Linked DNA regions of Rattus norvegicus: region 1 is linked to region 2. A link is a contact called in public Hi-C data. All regions are on one chromosome and are shown on one strand. The core of a region is the stretch at or near the end of the contact, and the rest is flanking DNA. Distances in the headings are between cores, read along the strand shown. Region 1 has its middle 25 kb from the start of Art2b. Region 2 overlaps Pde2a (phosphodiesterase 2A).

Evidence for each region. A called contact is a pair of places that touch in the nucleus more often than the background predicts.
Region 1: a Hi-C map of Schwann cells shows a contact between it and region 2, with 2.4 times the contacts expected there. The contact joins two enhancer-like sites. A contact is called at or near these places in 3 of 12 Hi-C or Micro-C datasets (the A7r5 cell line, Schwann cells and frontal cortex).

What each region holds. Positions count from the first base shown.
Region 1 is chr1:165,395,196-165,398,795 of GRCr8, reverse strand. No RefSeq gene overlaps it. Among named protein-coding and RNA genes, the nearest start is that of Art2b, 25 kb to the right of the region's middle. Within about 2 kb of position 2,300, at least 15 of the 93 cell types and tissues checked have an H3K27ac peak or open chromatin away from gene starts, as enhancers often do.
Region 2 is chr1:165,321,764-165,325,265 of GRCr8, reverse strand. It overlaps Pde2a (phosphodiesterase 2A), which reads right to left. Exons shown (of 30, transcript NM_031079.2): 20 at 3,325-3,447; 21 at 2,712-2,782; 22 at 2,329-2,451; 23 at 1,933-2,020; 24 at 1,708-1,755; 25 at 676-750; 26 at 443-542; 27 at 69-181. Among named protein-coding and RNA genes, the nearest start is that of Mir139, 33 kb to the right of the region's middle. Within about 2 kb of position 1,450, at least 4 of the 93 cell types and tissues checked have an H3K27ac peak or open chromatin away from gene starts, as enhancers often do.

The DNA of each region.
Region 1 (3,600 bases), core at 1,051-3,550, 73 kb before region 2:
CTAAGAAGTGCAGCAGAATTAAGAAACTTGAGGGCTGGAATGTAGCTCAGTGGTAAAATACTTGCCTACCATGCATAAGGCCCTGGATTCAATAACCCAGTATTACAACAAACAAACAAATAATAAATAAATCAATAAATATTAAAAATTACCTAATTATTGAAAAAATACTCAAGAAGGTCATATCACTGTTGAATATCTAATGTATGCCAGACAGCCTTGTAGATGCGAGGTATTATGTTTAACCCAAAACTAAAGAAAAGATCTCAGAATATAACATTATAGTCCAAGCTTACAGAGCTGGCCAAGTTCATGTATAAACTCGAGGGATATGTATCAGATTCTAGCATCTTCTTCTGTCTCATACTGGAACACATCCTGTCTTCTGATGTGTCTCCCTGACAGTCTGCTCTGACGGCATCCTTGCATGCACCAGCTGTGTGGCAGAAATCACTCTGGGCATCTGAAGGTGAACAGACAGACAAGACCTTGTTTGCATGGAGCCCACAGTAAGGGACACGGAAGGGAACAGCTGATGAACAACCCATTCCAGAAGTCTTGATGGATCTGTGCTGAGTGCTGCAGGGTGAGAGGAAGTGGGGAGTGAGTCTGAGAGGCTGGAAGGCTGGGAGGAAGAGAAGAGGAAGTAAGTTCACACAAGAAACAATCACAGAGACAACCAATAGGGTTCAAGCATGTTTTTGTTTGTTTGTTTTTTAATTACCAGCATGAACTCTGAACTGGATTGCCTGGATTTGATCTCTATAGGTACTGTATATTACTGTGCCCTTGGGCAAGTTTACCATCTGTAAACTAGAAGCAAAATTACTCCACCCTTTAAGGCTACTGTGAGGATTAAATGAGTTAACCAATCTACACACTCAGAGCCGCTGTTCGCGGTGCTGCCTACGCAGAGCCTGATGATTCCGCTGCATACCTTTATATTTGACTTCCTCCACTCTACAAGCAAACTTTTCTCCACATCACCAAAACCTTCTTTGTTAAACACAGACCGTGTGAGCATTTATGCCCGCTAATACATGGAAGGGGAGATAAATACCTCCCCAGAGGCCTTGTGGTCACCCCAGAGAGAGAAGGTGGGTGGACCTTATCAGTGTCTCCTCTATAGAGATTTTTATTGCTGTTTTGGGAACACCACCGCCACCACCAAAGAACAAAGAGACCTAAAAATAGGATAAAGAGCCCAGCAACAGATCCACACGTTATTTATGAGTGGGATTTATGACAGAGTACACTCCACTCTGTCAGGGCTATTTAAAAAATCAGGTCGATGAGATAACTGTGTTGGAAAAGGAACCCTGACCCCACTTACACAGTCGTCGAAAGTTAATTCGGAGAGGGCCACCGTCTTCAGTGTGGAGCTGAAATGAGGTAGCTGAGCTTCTTGGAGAACATGGATGGAACAGATTTACTAAGAAGAACGTGGCAAGCTGAGCTTCTTGAACGTTAAGAACCTCTGTACATCAAAAGACACCATTAACAGAGCAAAAGAGAGGCCACAGACGGGGGCGTATATATTTGTAGAGTATGTGCTGGCAGTGTCATCTCAGAAAGGTACATCAGCATTAATATACATATAGCATGCTAGTAGCTCACATAGATTAAGCTTTCTATCGCTGTAACAAATACCCAAGGTAGGTAACTTATAAAGCAAAAAGGGTTTGGCTGTATATATGGGTTGGAGTAAAGTATTCTCTCTCTCTCTCTCTCTCTCTCTCTCTCTCTCTCTCTCTCTCTCTCTCTCTCTCCCTCCTCTCTCGGTTTATTGGAGTTCAAAGTTTCAGAGATTTCAGGCTGTGGCTGATTGGTTGACTAGTGGCTTTGGGCTGATGACACCATGGTAGGAGCCTGTGGCAAAAACAAAACTGCTCACCTCATGCCCAGAAAACTAAAAAGAAAGAGAAGGGCCCAGGTTCCATTATTCCCTTGAAGGGTATAAATCCTCCCTCCCATAAGCTCCACTTCTTAGAGGTCTACTGCCTCCCATGGTGCTGCCTAGAGACCAGGCCTCTGGGGCGTACTTATGACGCAGGACTGTCAATCATCAGTGAGGAATAATGAATATATACATGTATATATATATTTATATATATCCAGAAGAATCTTAAAAGACTTAGTGCAAAGTGAAACTTGCTGTATTTTAGCCAAGCATCCAAGAAAAAAGAATCTGTGACTTCATCACCCATATGCCGGCAAACGCTGAGTGGGATTGCAGATCCCACCCTCGTCTGCAGCGAGGCACTGAACTCCCTGCTGTGGGAACATCGGGGAAAGCTGAGTAGGGAGCTGGGACTCTCATCCCTGCTGAGCCTTAATAAGATCCCCAGTACTGCAGAGACCGTGCAGGGAGCCTGGCCTTTCAGTTCCCACAAGGCAGTCCCAGGGAGCCCTCCTCCTCTTGTACAGATGGAACCTGGTGGTTGGGGGCTGGTGGAGAACTTGTCCCACCCACACTTGGCAATAATGAAGTGGAGCGTGTAGCCCCTTATGCTGCTAGAACAGGTTTAAGTAAGACCCAGAGTCTCAGCACACAAACGCCCAAGATTTAGCCTGCTTTTCCTATCATGCCGCGCTTGCCTGTTCAGGTTTTTATTCACCAATACCCCCTGGTCTGGGGGCCACAAACACCAGAATTTATGTCCCAGCCATGGAGGCTGTAACACTTCCAGGGCAAAGGCACTCTGGTTCCCCGCGCACCTCTCTGTTTCGGCATGCAGATGCCTGTTTCCTGCTGCATCTTCCATTACAGGCAAGCCTGTGAAAGAGACTTCCTTTTTCTATGGTCTGCCATGAGCATTGAGGATCCTGGAACCTTGACTAGGGGTGGCGAAGGAATAGAGAAAGGACAGACACACATGTAGGAAAGCTGGGGTCCAGTGCGGGTCTGGGCAGCGATGAGTCTGCACCTACCACATCCAGCAACCTGGAACCCCAACCTGGAACCTCAGTGTGGATTCTTATGCACAGCACAGAGGGCAGGACTAGCCAGTCCAGGTAGGAGGTCTTCATAGATGAGCAATCTCAGACTATAGACATACTGGAAGAGGAAGCCACGGGTGCCAGTTTTTGTACACACTGGTCAATCCACTCTGAAACCCCCAAGGAGGGGTCTGACATCCTTCTTTAGCCTGGCCATTAAGGGGAAATGGTCTTACCCTGCCCACATCAGAACTACACTCACTCAGGGCCTCCTCTGTCTCTCAATACAGGGGTCTTCCTATGTAGCCCAGGCCGGCTTCAAAGTTGGGATCCTTCTGCCTCAGCATCCTGAGTGAAAGATAGCCCAGTGTGCATAATAGCTGCCTCTCCTTCCGAGAGTATTCTTCTCAGCAGAGCACAGCCCTGCCCTTACAGCCTCATCTAACCTCTCTAACACTCCAATTTCAAATGACCTCACATTGGGCAGTTGGGAGTTAACAGATGGACTTAAGGGGAGTCAAGCATTTGGTCTGCAGGATCAACCGAGAACCAGGGAAACCCCAAACTGAACTTCAAAAGGACAGCCTCTACAGGAGCTGGGGAGATAGCTTAGTGGGTAGTGTTTGCCACCCACTGAGCTCAGAATCTGAGTTCAGACTT
Region 2 (3,502 bases), core at 201-2,700:
GTGGAGGCATACTGAGCTGGGCAGAGGGACTAGCCTGGGCTTCCTCAGGTTAGAGGGCTGGTTCTTACCGCAATCTTTCTGGTGGTCTTCCAGCCCTTTGTCTGGTCAGAGAGGTCACAGGAGGTCATAAGGAGGCATAGAAGAAGCCTGTGGTGTTGCTTGTTGTTTCGGTCATAACCCACTGTTGGGGGACAACGGAGTCAAGCAGGAGGACCCAGGTTCCTTGTCCCTTCTGAGAACAAGGGCCCCGCAGCCCGTCCTGAAGTAGGTCTACAGCATCCCATGGGGAACCATGCAATGGAAGATGGCCAGTACTAGGTCTGCCTGGAGGGACACCATAGCCAGGAAGGGGCTAAGGACAGGACAGAAGCACTCCAGATGTCCAGATGTTCAGATCTCCATGCTAAACCACCCATCCCTCCCCAGCAGTGAGCTGTGGCACCTTCAGCCATCTTCTGCAGGTCCTTGAAGATGCGGAGGTGGTGTGCCAGGTCCGTGGCCAAGATGATGTCCCTCATCAGGTCCAGCATTCGCTGATAGTCCTGGAGAGTGTCAGGGGAGGACTGTCACGGTCCCTGTGGCACACGACCGATCTGCCCCAAGGGGGATCGCAGCTCCCTCTGTGCAGCCGGTTCCCAGTTCCCACCAAACACATCCCCCACACAGCCCCATCACCTTCCGAGAGAAGTGGTCAAAGATATTACAGCCATGGGTGTTGAGGATAGCAATGGCCTGAGCAAAGTGGTGCCTCTGTAGGGAGAGGAGAGATGGGTCCCACTGGGTCAAAGTGTCCCCGTCACCAGAGGCTCCCAGAGAGGCAGGGAAGGCAGGCAGGGACTGGCCCCAAGCTCAGTAGAACAGGGAGAAGGAGAGTTAGAGACCCTATTCCCTTTGAGAGTGCTCTATTTGAGCTCTCTATGGCCCTGGGTAAGTCCCCAGCCAGCTCCGTGACTCAGAGCCCTTAGCTGTCACATGAAGGAACCCGATAAGGTTTGCTCAGAGGGCTTCACGGGCTGGAAGAAAATTCTGAAACAATCCCCAGATGTCCTGGACACTAATTCATGCAGAAAATATTTGTTTGCTGACAAGGGAAGGCAGTGAAGAGGCAAGGGCAAGGCCCTGTCTCCTGATAGTGAAGGGCTGTCATTCGGAGGAGGAGCAAGCGTCCCAAGGAACAAAGGGCAGGACTAGGGCTGCCACCAGGCCTCCCGGGAGACAGTGAGCACAAGCATATCTCTCTGAGTATGCCATTAGGGGCAACCTCTGGAGGGGGTGCTGCGGGAGACAGCCTGGGGCAAGGTGACCTTGAAGATGTAGTTCCCACCCTGAATCAAGACCTGCGCAAGGCACGGAATTCAGATGTCTTGGCTCTTGGTCCTGACCCAAGAGGCCATTAGAGAGCAGACCAGTACCCTTCAACCCCAGCCCCCCATCCCACAAGGCTAAACTGAGGGGATTAGAATTGGCTCTGGCCTGAAGGAGCAGGTTTGAGGGGTGGGCCTGCCCTGTTCCCACTGGTTTTGCAAACCTGACTCAGGCTGACCCAGCGGGCTTAGTCTTACCCCAACCTGTGCCTGTTTCAGGAAAATGGAACCTACGAGGCATGACTCCCACAGCCTGGCTAGAGAGCTTGGTGTGAGGGCATTCTAGCTTGCAAGTCGCTGGCTTTGAGGGTCAGAACAGGAGCTGGGCAGGATGGCAGTTTACCTCCATGACAGAGCCCTCTGAGCTGTAGAGTGCAGCCAGCACAGATTTCTGGAAAAGTCCGTAAAAGCGCTGGTTATAGCCCTCCTGTCTGGACCAGAGGGAACGCCTCCCACTGAAGGGATTGCTCCCTTCTCTCTGCCCCTGCTGCTGGTCTCACTGCCATTCCTTCCCTGGCTGAGAAGGGCAAGGCCAAGGGTCCCCACTGTGAGAAGGGCAGGCTCTCACCGAGGCCACCTGGAAGGAGTTGTTTGTGCCTCTGTGGTCCAGGTCGTGACACATGCAGGAAATAAACAACGCAAAGATCTCGATGTCCCTAGGAGGGGAGCAGAAAAGAGAAATGTCATCCAGGGCCTCCTCCCTGGGTGCCGTCAGAGGACAGACAGCTGGATGAGATGCCCAGGGGCCACCCAGTCAGAAGGTTCCGGAAAGCAGCTTCTTCTTTGGCATGCGGCAGCCCTGGGAGAATCAGGTCATCATTCTCTGTGACTGAGCAGATGACTTGTGGAAGGTGGGGCCCCCCCCCACACACACAGTAAAAAGGACAGAATGGGAAGCCAGGTAAAGGACCGGCCACACAAGCAGGGCCTCATTACTGGAGATGTGGGAGAAGCAGCCACGTACTCGAGGTAGTTGGAGAGCTCCAGATTCTTGTAGAGCAAGTAGCAAAAGTGAGAGACAGAGAAGGCGTGCATCCAGTTGTGGTAGGGCGGATCCCGGTAGCCTTTCTTCACCATCAGGCAGAACCTGTGGGCAGAGCCAGGACAGCAGAGGGGCCTCAGCCTCTCCTCCTTCGGGAACCCCTCTGGACTGCCTATCACATTCTCTCGCCTCTCTTTACTCACCATCCAGTGTCTGAGAATGGATCCTTACTCCCAGAGCCCTCCCCATCCCTACGAATCCAGTCCTCCCCCTCCTAAGAATGCTTGGGGCAAAGGACTTGAGGCTGGAGGGCAACAGGAAGGTGAACTGGGGCTCTGCTCCAAGGGCAGCGCTGGAGCACTTACCGGGCCAGAGTTGGGCAGTCAATTTTGTAGTTATTGATGAAGTTCATGTCTTGCAGCATGCTCAGGATGGCCTGTGAGGCGGGGGGGGGGGGGAGGGAAGGGGAGGGGAGGGAGAGAGAGAGAGAGAGAGAGAGAGAGAGAGAGAGAGAGAGGGAGAGAGTGTCAGTCAGAGGATTGTCACTGTCAAGATGTGCTTCCTGTCTCCACCTCTCCTGAAGCCTCATACCCAAAAATTTAGAGTCTTAATATTCTAAACTAAAGGAAAAGTAAATGGATGAATGGGCACGCGAACCATTGAAAATTTAAGGGGCCTAAAAGCTAAGATTTCTTGGAAGCGAGCTCACATATAATCTTAGAGGAATGGGCAGTGTTGCAAGCCTTGAGACCACATACCAAGGGCAGCTTTGGGGCACCACCCAGCCCACTGTTGTCCCCTAAGTCACCCCGTGGCCCCATAATGACAAAAGGCATGCCTAGTCTATCTCTGAAGGAGACTCCATAGCCTTCTTGGAGTCCCTGCCTCACCCGGAAGTTCTTATGCACACCTGACTGACATCTGTGCTTCCCGCCCTCCACCCCCATGCCCCAGCTAGACTGAGAGGGGCCAGCTCACCATAGAAGTATCGTCCTCAGGCAGAGACCGAGGAGTATAGGTGAAGTTGGCAAAGTTGGAGTCAATGGCGGCCACAGGTTGGATGCCATCATGGAGAAGTTTGGTGTATTCATCGTCAGAGACCTAGAGCAGATAAGCCAGGCATGAGAAGATGGCCTCTTCCCTCTCCAGTGTCCTA